Linked DNA regions of Sus scrofa: region 1 is linked to region 2. A link is a contact called in public HiChIP or PLAC-seq data. All regions are on one chromosome and are shown on one strand. Each heading gives the region's core, a stretch centred on a gene start, on an enhancer-like site or on the middle of the called end of the contact. The rest is flanking DNA. Distances are from core to core; before and after follow the strand shown. Region 1 holds the start of ZWILCH (protein zwilch homolog). Region 2 holds the start of DIS3L (DIS3-like exonuclease 1).

The links. HiChIP or PLAC-seq counts read pairs in DNA pulled down with a chosen protein or histone mark.
Region 1: an H3K27ac HiChIP or PLAC-seq map of alveolar macrophages shows a contact between it and region 2. The contact joins the promoter of ZWILCH here to the promoter of DIS3L in region 2. A contact is called at or near these places in 2 of 47 Hi-C or Micro-C datasets (heart right ventricle and liver) and 1 of 2 datasets of contacts at active chromatin or transcription factors (alveolar macrophages).

Annotation. Positions count from the first base shown.
Region 1 is chr1:164,477,837-164,484,043 of Sscrofa11.1, reverse strand. ZWILCH (protein zwilch homolog) reads right to left here and starts at 2,259. Exons shown (of 19, transcript XM_021100319.1): 1 at 1,967-2,259. The coding sequence starts at 2,019. RPL4 (60S ribosomal protein L4) reads left to right here and starts at 2,279. Exons shown (of 10, transcript XM_005659862.3): 1 at 2,279-2,568; 2 at 4,283-4,454; 3 at 4,635-4,741; 4 at 5,317-5,455; 5 at 5,855-5,979. The coding sequence starts at 2,566.
Region 2 is chr1:164,307,492-164,313,371 of Sscrofa11.1, reverse strand. DIS3L (DIS3-like exonuclease 1) reads right to left here and starts at 3,252. Exons shown (of 17, transcript XM_021100270.1): 1 at 2,711-3,252; 2 at 1,253-1,406. The coding sequence starts at 2,849. It overlaps LOC110261940 (a long non-coding RNA gene), which reads left to right and starts at 1,576. Exons shown (of 3, transcript XR_002346351.1): 1 at 1,576-2,226.

The DNA.
Region 1 (6,207 bases), core at 1,010-3,509, 170 kb before region 2:
AAACAACTCAGGCAACTCAACAACAAAAAAACAAACAACCCAAATGAAAAACGGGCAAAAGACCTTCTCCAAAGCAGACATACGGATAGCCAAAAGGCATATGAAGAAATGCTCAATACCACTAATTATTAAAGAAATGCAAATCAAAACTAAAATGAGGTACCACTTCACACCAGTCAGATGGCCATCATTAACAAGTCAACAAATAAATGCTGGAGAGAGTGTGGAGAAAAAGGTACCCTCCTCCACTGTTGGTGAAGATGTAAACTGTACAACCACTATGGAAAACAATATGAAGGTACATCAGAAAACTATGATGCTACCATATGATCCAGCAATTCCATTGCTGGGGATTTATCTGGACAAAAACTTTCACTGAAAAAGACGCATGCATCCCTATGATCACTGCAGCATTATTCACAATAGCCAAGACATGAAAACAGCCTAAATGTCCATCAACAGATGACTGGATTAAGATGTGGTACATGTATACAAGGGAATATTACTCAACCATAAAAAAGACAAACTAATGTCATTTGCAGCAACATGGATGAATCTACAGCTTCTCATACAAAGTGAAGTAAGCCAGAAAGAAAAAGAAAATACCATATGATATCACTTATTTGTGCAATCTAAAATATGGTACAGATGATCCTATCTAAAAAACAAACAAACAAACGGAAACAAGAACATGGCCAAGAAGAGCAGACTTGGAGTTCACAAAGGGGAAAGGGAAGGGAGTGGGATGGATGGGCATTTTGGGGGGTTTTTTGGATGCAAACTGTTATATTTGGAATGGATGGGCAATGGGATCCTACTGTACAGCACAGGGAACTGTGTGTGATTGGGTCATTTTGTTGTACAACAGAACTTGACAAAACATTGTAAATCAACTATACTTTAATAATAACAAAAGAAAAAATAAAGGAAAAAGAGTGGAAAAAAAGATACCATTTTTTATTTGATGTACTCTATGACTCACTGAAATAAAAAGTACACCTGTGACTGCCTCACTTTGACTTTTTTTTTTAGGGCCGCACCCGTGGCATATGGAGGTTCCCAGGCTAAGGGCTGAACCGGAGCTGTAGCCGTCGGCTTACACCACAGCTAAAAAAGCTACAGCTCTTTCTATAATGTTGAAAAAAATCGACAAGCACTACCACTTCTGTAAGCAGTAAAAAAAAAGCAATAAACAATGAAAAAGTATGGCACTTAGAAAATAAGGGGTTAGATTACAGCAAAAACGCAAATTCTTTACAGATCCCACCCAGACTTACTAAATCAGAAACCCTAAAAGTAGGCCCAGCAATCTGTTTTGGCAACCCGCCAGGTGATTCTGACACAAGCTCAAATTTGAGAACTACCGGACTAGATTTTTACTTTGGATGTAGACAGAACTGGATGGAATCTCCTTTGGTACTGGTACTTCACTCTAAAAATAAAATGAGGTCTTCGAGCACTGTGAAATAAAGATGCTTTAAAGGGCCGACACACGATCACTATAGCATTCTAGCTGTTGTTCCTTTCATAATTTCTATCCTGAATAGACTATAACAACACGTTTCACACTAGCAAGGCTTTAAAGAGATGAAGGATATCAACATCTAGTGCTCCATATCCTGACAGGTGCCTCTAACACCACGAGTGTGTGTGTTTATCAGAATAACTCGCCTCTTGGAAAACCTGTCACCTTCCACCTCGAGTGACAGCGTACAGATGTTTTTTTTTTAAAACAAGACTACAAGCAAGCCCCACAGGGCCAATCCCCACAATGGAGCAGATAACAAACCTCTCCTCAGCTCCCAGACCCCAGGAAAGCTGACTAGGCGGCAACATTCGCGCCGCTGGAAACAGGCGAGGCGTTAATCCCCAAGGCTGCGTCTAGAGGATTGGGGGGAGAAATGAGATACCCCGAGGAAGAGGTGCTGTGCTCAGAGCCAAGCCAAAAGCAAGGGTTATAACTCACTTCAGGAGAAGAGCGTAAAACTCTTCAGCAGCTTGGTTCATTCGCAACCACATCTTGCACCCGTCGCACTGCCGAACCGGAACCGCCAATCTGAAATACGCGCCCGACGCTGACGTCCGGGGTCATGACCCCCCCTCCAGAACTACTTTTACCCCACCCCCAAAAGCTCTCGTTTGTTCACAAAGTTAAACTTTTGTTTTATAACACACCGCGGCTTTTCCTGTCCCAATAGTTTTCCATTCCCGTAAGAAAAAGTTAAAATAAGTTTTAGCGGTTTCGGGGAAAAAGATACTGATCTCGCGAGAATTGGCCACGCCCCCTTGTGGATTACTCCGCGAAAAAGAGTCCCTCGGTTGTAAGAGCTCTTTTGGCTTTGAAAATTAATAGAAACCGCAATTTGACACCTATTCAGAAATAATACTCTACTTTTTTATTTATGTAGAGTCGTAGAGAGATATTTTGTGTCCCTGAATCGGTTCTGAGACGGGGCAAGGTGGGGGACGAGTTGAAGATTACATATAGAGTGAGAGTGCTAAGCACTTCCTTTTCCTGTGGGAGCCGCCGGGTTGAGAGGAGCGTGGCCTTCTCCTCTCCCCACCATGGTGAGTGGAGTTCTTCTCGGTTGGGCTTATTTTCTGCTCAATGGGCCTGGCAGGAATGGGTTTGGGGTTTCAGGGCATGAGGTCTTCAAGGCGGGAACAAATGATGGGGGCTAAAGTCGTCTGTTTGCGGCTGGGACCTGGGTAGCGCGGCTCTATGGCAGCCATCTTAGAGGCAACGTGTGCGAGTCGGCGCCCGGCGCGCCTGGAAGCGACTCCGGAGAATCCTCCCCAGATAGTTCTCGGGCGCAGAGGGACCTTTGGAATCCGATCTTTCCTTCGATCTTAGAAGGCATTGGTTCCGCTGAAGACTTGGAAATTCTCGGGGCCTAAAACAGTCTGGGTGAAAGAGTTAGTTTGGGTCCTTGTATCTCCGTGAGCTGTTAAGCAAGGAACATTTATCTCTTTTGAGAAATTTCCTTAAGAAAAATATTTTGTTTCACTGCCTAGATTGGCTAGCTCTTGTGGCATTTAGTAAATTGAGCCTAGTTTATTCATGGTAAGGGTCTTAAAATGTTTATGCTCAATATAAAGGATGGTTTGATACTAGGTTTTCCTTGCAATGATGGCGTAATTTGCGTCTTACTCTGTTCTCAGCGACAGTTGCCTGCTGTCAGTAAGCTGGTTCAGAAGGGTGACGAAAATTCTACTGAGCAAGGCATAATCTGTTCTTAATTACTAAAGTTTGAGAAATGAGATTCTTAACTCGGAAAATAGATGTGTCGTGGGGGCCTCATGTTTGCGCCAACCAAGATCTGGCGATGTTAGTACCGCAGAGTGAATTAATTGTGTGTCAGCTTAAGATCTGCCTCTGAAAGCGTTCTGGTCCTTTTGGCTTAGAAGTTGCATTTCCACAAATACAGTCTGCATGCACCATGTGTCCTGGGGAGTTGAGTGAACAAAACAGTCAGAAAGCACTATCCTTATGATGCATCCGTTGTAATTGAGTTGGACAAAATGGATTGTAATGTTTGGTGGCATTAAATGATGTAATCATAGGCAATGAGAGAGGAGGCAGTAGTTGGGCTTCAGTGATCTGAGAAACCTTCAAAGTGGCCTGAAGTGTAGGTATGGGGGAGGGTATCTTTAAGAAGACTTGTTAACTCTGAGGCAGGAGGGGGATATCTCTGAGGTAGGTCTGAGTATCTGGAAGAGAGTATGGGAGTTGAGGTTAACAGGTGGCTGGTGTGGGTCATCCTCAGAGTCTTAGTTAACTTTGAGGGAGTAAGTCCTTGGAGAAGATTATGTAAAAAGTAACATGACTGGCGTTTTTACTAGTAAGTTTTGGAAGATGTTTTTGGAATGGGATGAAGGAAGCAAGGATGGATATTTGGAATAGAGCTCTGTTAGATCAAATTTGCTTATATTTGGGATGAACAAATTTGAATGGTGGCATTAAACTGCATTTTCAAACCTTGTGATGTATGATTTTGATGAGTTTGCTTTCTAAGGCCTGGTTTGGAAGTTTTAATATAAAGCATTCTCTTTGAAAACAGTGAAATTTCTGTGGCAGAACTTAAGAATCTAAGTGTCCTTCAAATGTATATTGATGTTAATAGACCTGATGGTGTGTTAGTAACTTAGCCTCTGTTTTTGGTTTTAGCATTACTTCCTAGTCAAACTCCAGTCTCTTCTGTAACAGTAGTTAATGCTTTTGTTGACATGTGAGAAGAGTGCCTCTGTTGCTTGTCAATATAAATATTTTCCTTTTTCTCAGGCGTGTGCTCGTCCACTGATATCAGTGTACTCAGAAAAAGGGGAGTCATCTGGCAAAAATGTCACTTTGCCTGCTGTGTTCAAGGCTCCCATTCGACCAGACATCGTGAACTTTGTTCACACCAACCTGCGCAAAAACAACAGACAGCCATATGCTGTCAGTGAATTAGCAGGTATGGATTTAGGGGTTTCATGGGTTGGTATTTTAAAACAGCAATGATGAAATTCCACTCCGTTGGTCCGTGTTTCTGAACCACATGATTTTCCTGGATGTTCTGATGCTGTTTGCTAATAGCATAGTCATAGACTAGTGTGGTTGGGTAGCTGAAACTTGTGTTTCTTCACAATTTCAGGTCATCAAACCAGTGCTGAGTCTTGGGGTACTGGCAGAGCTGTGGCTCGAATTCCCAGGGTTCGAGGTGGTGGGACTCACCGTTCTGGCCAGGGTGCTTTTGGAAATGTATCCTTTGTTTCACTACCTAGACTGGTCAGCTCTTGTGGCATTTAGCAGCCTGGACCTGCTTTATTCATGTTAGTGGTTTAAAAATATGTTCAAGGAGTTCCCGTCGTGGCGCAGTGGTTAACGAATCCGACTGGGAACCATGAGGTTGCAGGTTTGATCCTTGCCCTTGTTCAGTGGGTTAACGATCCGGCGTTGACATGAGCTGTGGTGTAGGTCACAGACGTGGCTCGGATCCTGCGTTGCTGTGGCTCTGGTGTAGGCTGGCGGCCGCAGCTCCGATTGGACCCCTAGCCTGGGAACCTCCATATGCCGTGGGAGCGGCCCAAGAAATGGCAAAAAGATTTTTTTAAAAAATGTCCAAAATATTGAAGAGTCCAGGTTAACGATAACAGATGCAACATTATGTTTTGCTTGCAATGATGTCGTAATTTGCGCCTTACTCTGTTCTCAGCGACAGTTGCCTGCTGTCAGTAAGCTGGTTCAGAAGGGTGACGAAAACTCCTACTGAGCAAGGCATAACCTGTTCTTAATTGCTAAAATTTGAGAAATGTAATTCTTAACTGGGAACATAGATGTGTCGTGGGGGCCGCATGTTTGCGCCAACCAAGACCTGGCGACGTTGGCATCGCAGAGTGAACACAACACAGAAGCGATATGCCATCTGCTCTGCACTGGCTGCCTCAGCCTTACCAGCGCTGGTCATGTCTAAAGGTTTGTGATATTTTATTTTCTATGAGTTGTATGAAATGCTCCTTTTTTCCTTCACCTGAAAGTTTTCATTGGTGTTGATACCTTGTATAAATTCTCTTCATCTTAGAGGGCCTGGCTAAATTTCCCTCTGCTAAATACTAGTTATGACCACTTCAGTCTAAAAACTCAGTCATTAATGAATACTTTGTACCTAGGGGAGTAATTCAAATACAGTGATTTGGTATATTGATACAACTGTCAAAATGATGAGATTCCACTTCATTGGTCCGTGTTTCTGAAAAACATGATATTTGTGAGAATTCTGATTTGGCAGATTGTATACCATTTTGATTTTGTGAGTTTGATGCAACTTATCAAAGGAATTGGGGTAACCACGTCTGCGTTAATTGGCTTTGTCAGGTCATCGGATTGAGGAAGTTCCTGAACTTCCTTTGGTGGTTGAAGATAAAGTTGAAAGCTACAAAAAAACCAAGGAGGCTGTTCTGCTTCTGAAGAAGCTTAAGGCCTGGAATGATATCAAGAAGGTAGGTTTTATAGTCCTTCACACAAATTTGTCAGATTTTAAATTTCAAAAGATTATTGGAGGGACAGTATAACTAAACCTTAGTGGATATGAGAGTGTAGAATCCTGAAACATCTGAATTTGAATCCTGAGTGCCGTTTGTTGCTATGTGTTAATGTTAGGCAAGCTATTCATGCCTTAAATTTCATCAACTGTAAAATGGAGTTTTTTAAATTATGAAGATCTGTTG
Region 2 (5,880 bases), core at 2,003-4,502:
ACACCTCAGCCTTTGTTTTCACATTTAGCATATTCACAGACACTGTAAGGCAGTGGAAAACCAATAGTTTTCCATCAAGTTAACAACTTTTGAAATGTTCAGGAAGAAAGACATTTAAATTCCAATTCTTTACTTCTGAATGTCCCAGGAATTGGTTTTTAAAACAATCCTTAATATTAAAAATATTTTAGAAAACAGAAATTGAAAATGCTTGGCAGTATGTTAGCCACCTGAATAATAACAACAAATTGATTTTAGTAGCAGAAATTGAAATACGACACCTGGAGCAGCATTTAAACCTGGGTGTATATAAACGTCTATATCTTTGTGTCTGAACAAAATCAACTTCAAGCTCATATAAAAATATTCTATCTGAAAAACCTAGTTAATGCATATTTTTATGAACTCAGCATAAAATAAGGACAACTTAGCATTTTCATACACAAGTAAACACACTTCATCTTTTACTACCAAGATCTGAAGAAACCACAACATTTAAAAAAGGATAAACACATAATTTTTGCTTAACTTGGGTGTTAAGAGATTGGATGTGTAATTCTAATACACTATTTCCCTACAGTCTTCAAGTGCAAATCATCAATCGTTTCCCAATGTTAAAAGAAGGAAAACCATTTTTTTACTGTATTCATGTTTAAAAGGTGAACAACTGTTCTTCATTTAGATACAAGGCAAGCATTTTAGGCTGATTTCAATAAGAAATCCTTTTTTTTTAGCAAACACAGTTTCTATGGTTGCTGGTTATACTAGTAATCTAAAAATAAAAACAAGTTATTTCTGGTTTCACTGAATAAATCACCACCAGTACAATTTAACTCCACAATAAGGGAGCCTAAAATTTAAGAACACTTTCTTTTCCCCCAGGAGGAATAAAACGTAAGCTTCTGAAATAATGTATCTATAAATAAGAAGATTAAATAACACCCGTTTCCAACAAGAAATAAGCAATAGCTCTGCTACTTTAAAAATGCAAACCAAAAGCCAAGAATCTTAAATACCCACATCCTGGGGACACTGCAGTTTATTGATCTACAGTCGCATCTTTTGGCCAGGTGTTGAAGCAGAAATATAAAATAATGTTACTGCATTCCTCACTAGCAAAGAGAATGCCAAATTAGTTCAAAAAGTCCTTTCTGACAAAAATAATGAATTCCCCCCTCCTCTGCCACCAAGGGACCTTTTCTAAAGGGGAAAAAAAATCCTCTCTATAAATAAATAAATAAATAACAGATACCTCCGGCCTCTTTGATGTTGCACAGCTTGACAAGCAGTTTGCATGAAAATAATTCCCTTCAATTCAGGAAATTCAAGGATCTCGAGATAATCTTGCACAACTTTCCAATCTGGGATCATGTAATGAGTCACATCACTAGACAAGAGTTTTCCATCTGAAGCATAATTCAAAATGTGAGAGATTAGACGACGTTCGCAAACCTGGTTTATTTGGATGTCACTCCAGGTGTGCAAAACAACTCCCAATCTTAACTACACCGTGAAGTTTTCAAGACAAGACAAATCTACCTGGGTAGAGGCCAAACATTCAGGTAAATTCAGCACCTTCATTTTTTCTGAAGCTGTGATAAATAAAAGCTCAATGTGGTTTATGGTGTTGCCAGGGGTGTAGAAGACGACGGATTGAAAAAAAAACAACACACATGCAAGCAAGCAAATCTTCAGCATAACCTGAATATATCTCTGTGTTAACTCACTGCCCTACACTCCCATTCAAGTGGGGCTCCCCAAATATACATGTTAATCGCTGTTTAGGCACAGCCATTTCAAACTGGGTCTGTCTCAATCTTGTGAAGGTGCTCAGAAGTCTCCAAGAGCCAGAGAAATTGAATTGACTAGAAAAGATGCTCAGTGCAAGCAGGCACAGTGGTGGGATTTCCACCCAGCCCGTGGGTCCAAGGTGGATAGCCAAGTGGTAATTGAAATGTTCACCTTAACCATTAGCTAAGGATCCCAAATATTCGCTGAAAAGGACGACCACGCTCCTCTCCCACTTCAGGGAAGAGAACCAGGAACCTCCACCATTAAACTGGCCACCTGCGCGGCCTAGACATCATGTGGAGGAAGGCGTGGTGGAAGGCCCACCCCAACCCAATTTCCTCGTGACCTTCCGGTGCGCGGGCCCTGATGAGCCGCAAGTCTTACAGTGAAGAGGGCTCTCCACCGGATAACCTTCTGAGGCCTCGGTGCTGGCAGGTCAGAAAATGTGTGGGGAGCAAAGCAAAGAAATATACAATGAGCAGCGGCAGCGTCAGCTCCCCCCACCAGGCTCGCACAGCTGGGGGCCCCCAGCCCGGGACCTTCCCATTTCACCAGCGCGAGCTGGGGAGCAAGAGCCGCCCGGCTCCAGCGCCCCCAGGCTCAGAAAGCCCCAACCCCCGGCCTCTGCGCGGCGAGGGCGCTGGCCTCTCAGCCCTTCCATTTTCTGGGGCCGAACAGTCGGGAGTCGGTGTGGAAAGACCGGAAGCTTCCGGCCCCTCGTGCCCGACCCGCAGCCCGGCCCGGGGGTAAGCCTGGAGGCGGGAGGAGGCCCGAGGGCCTCGGACTCCGCGCCACCGCGGCCCCGCGCTCCGCCTCTGGGCCGCGCCCTTGAGCCTCAAGGCCGACGCTCTGCCGAACCCGTCCTGCCGCCCTAGCTCCCTCCCGGCCCCGACCGCCCGCGCTCCCGCCGGGCCCTGACCGTTGTGGCAGGAGGCGGGCTGAGGGCAGAGCGGGCTGTTGCAGGGCACGCTGGGCCGCAGGTAATGCTCCCGCACGATCCGCAGCGTCCGGCCCTGGAAGGTCTTCAGGAGCAGCACCTTCTCTCGCTTCTGCAGCATGGTGGTGACGCTCCCCGGGCAGAGCTCCGGGCTCCGGGAGGCCGCCCCGAACGAGCGGCCGGGAAGCCGCGGGCGCAGCGCTGCGCGGGCGGAGGCGAGGCCGAGGCTTCGGGCCCGCCCCCTCGGCCCCTCTTCGCGGGGCTCCCAGCCGGCCGGCCTTACTGGCGGCGGCCTGAGCCCTCTGGGCTCCGGAGGGAAACCGCCCTAATGGCCCGCGTCCCGGGTTGAGAGCAGGAGGCCCGCGGGGTGGGTGCTCCAGCCGGGCCCGCAGGCTCCCTCAACCCCGCCTCAGTTTCTCCCCTCCCTACAATCGTACTGGGGTGGAAATGCCTGGGAGGGGCGGAAACCACGCAGAAGACTTAAGGGAGACAAAGTTAATACAGGTCTTCCTCCACTGACGGTGGCGTTACGTCCTGATAAACCCAAGTCGAAAGTTCATTTAACACCCTTAGTCTACCCAACATAGCTTGGGTTTAAGCTTAGCCTACCTTAGACCCGCTCAGAACACTTACTTTGGCTTACGGTTGGGCAGAATCATCTACAAGCCTATTTTATGACAATGTTGAATGTTATGTAATTATTGAATGCTGTACTGAAGGTGAAACACGAAATGTTTATAAGTGTATCGATTGTACCCCTCGTGATCTCGGACTGTCCAGGGAGCTGGGACTCAGTGGCTGCTCAGCATCACTGGAGTGTCCTGTGGCATATGGCTAGCCCAGAAAAGATAAAAATTCCATGTGGGTGTCACTTTCACACCATGGTAAAGTACACAGATTTTAAGTGGAACTGTGGTAGGTTGGAACCCATTGTAAATGGAAGTAGTTTAGTCTTGTGAAGGTTTGGTACAACTGTAGAGAACTATTATTCTACCCTCTGGTCCATATGGGAATAGGGCCGCCTTATTGATACGGATAATTATTAGTGTTTTGTATTAATATAATTATTTGTGTTTTCTGTTCTTGCTCTTGCCATCCCTGGAAGAACTAAAAGACTGAGCAAATAAGCCAGGAACCCTGCCAGCTAAACATTTTTTTCCTCTTTAAAAAGCTGTATTCATTTTAAATTTCATGTATTTTTAATCTATATAAAAATTCAAACAATGCAGATAAAAATGGAAATCAATCCCTCCTTCCCTTGAGGTAAACGTTATCCATTCAACCTCAACATGAGAGCATTTGCAGCCTCTGGCAAAAGATTTCTCCTTTAAATTTGCTGGATACTAACACAGTCTTTTCTGTGATCACACACCCTTGGTTGTCCACTCTACCTCCAAGCTCTCGACACTTTTGAGCTGCTCCAAGAAGCTTTACAAAGAAGCGTCACATTTAACTGCCACAAGTCAGTAGAGTTGGGCATAATTATTCCCATTTTACAGATGATGAAACAGGATTGAAGAGGTTAAGTGGCCAAGATTACCCAGTTGTTAACTTGTAGAATCAATATTCAAGTCAGGATCTGGCTGAATCCAAAGTAGGCTCTTCACTAATTACTATGCTATCCATAGATGAATGAAATATAGCTCTTTTATCTAAGGAGTTGATGGTCTACTTGTTGAGCTCTAGTTAAGGCAGCTCAACCAGCTGGCTGGATATATTGGAGCTTCCTGCATTGCTAAAGTGAGCAGAACCAGGGCATTCTGTTTGATTACCTTCTCTAGGGGAACATATTAAAAAGTCATGGTCCTTTACTCATTGTATTTTTACTCAATTTATCTGCAGTGTGGGACGATGTGAGATCCGAGATGGAATTGCACAGGTTAGGAGAACATTACAGTGCTGGTCCACAGGCCAGAGCACTAGGAGGGCTCACAAGGCAACCTTCTGTGCAGGAAGCTGTTCCTGATTCAAGAGGTCAGTTCTAGTGATCCCAGAAGACAGAAAATAGGATTTGCCCCCTATGTAAAATGCTTCTGACAGCTGCCCACAATTTCCTCCGAAGCTCTCCCATTTTCATTTCTCTTCTTTTTTTGAATTTTTTGGCTGCACCTGCGGCATGTGGAAGTTCCCAGGCTAGGGGTCAAATCGGAGCTGCAGCTGCCAGCCTACATCACAGCCACAACCACATGAGATCCGAGCTGCGTCCGTGACCTACAATACAGCTCACAGCAATGCTGGATCCTTAATCCACTGAGGGAGGCCAGGGATTGAACCCACATCTTCATGGATACTAGTCAGGTTCATAACATGCTGAGCCACAATAGGAACTCCATTTTTCTCTTCTGATTACATGCCTTTAAGTTCTCTCTTTAGCCTTTCGTAGCTTTAAACTTTCAGCTGGGACTGATGATCTTATAAGGAAGAGAGTGTGTCTAAGGCTTTATTGAATGTTGATTTTATCAGCATTTAAAATAAATCCAAGGCCCATCAAGCACTTCTTTTGCTTGCATTGCAGCAATAGTGTACAAATTATGCTCTTAAAAGCATGCTCCCTTAGTTCTTTTTTTTTTTTTTTTTTTTGTCTTTTTGCTATTTTTTGGGCCGCTCCCGCAGCATATGGAGGTTCCCAGGCTAGGGGTTGAATCGGAGCTGTAACCACCGGCCTACGCCAGAGCCACAGCAACACGGGATCCGAGCCGCGTCTGCAACCTACACCACAGCTCACGGCAATGCCAGATCGTTAACCCACTGAGCAAGGGCAGGGACCGAACCTGCAACCTCATGGTTCCTAGTCGGATTCGTTAACCATTGCGCCACGACGGGAACTCCTCCCTTAGTTCTTAGAACTGGTGATCTACATACAGTGGATAAGAATGCCTTTTTGTTGATTTGTTTACCTCACAGACCATCTGATGCCTCTTGCCTGAAAATATATTTCTTCATCAGTCAAAATAAACTAGGTTATGCTACGGTAATACACAACTCCAAAATCCCAGTGACTACAAACAACAGGATGTTGTGTGGGTGCCTGTAGGTTCCATTCTGTATTCTTTCTCCAGGTTTCAGGTTAATGGAATCAGTCCTCTCTGAAAGGTGGCTGTTGATTGGCAGAAGCAAAGAGCCCTCTGTACAGCCTGACACCAGCAATTAAA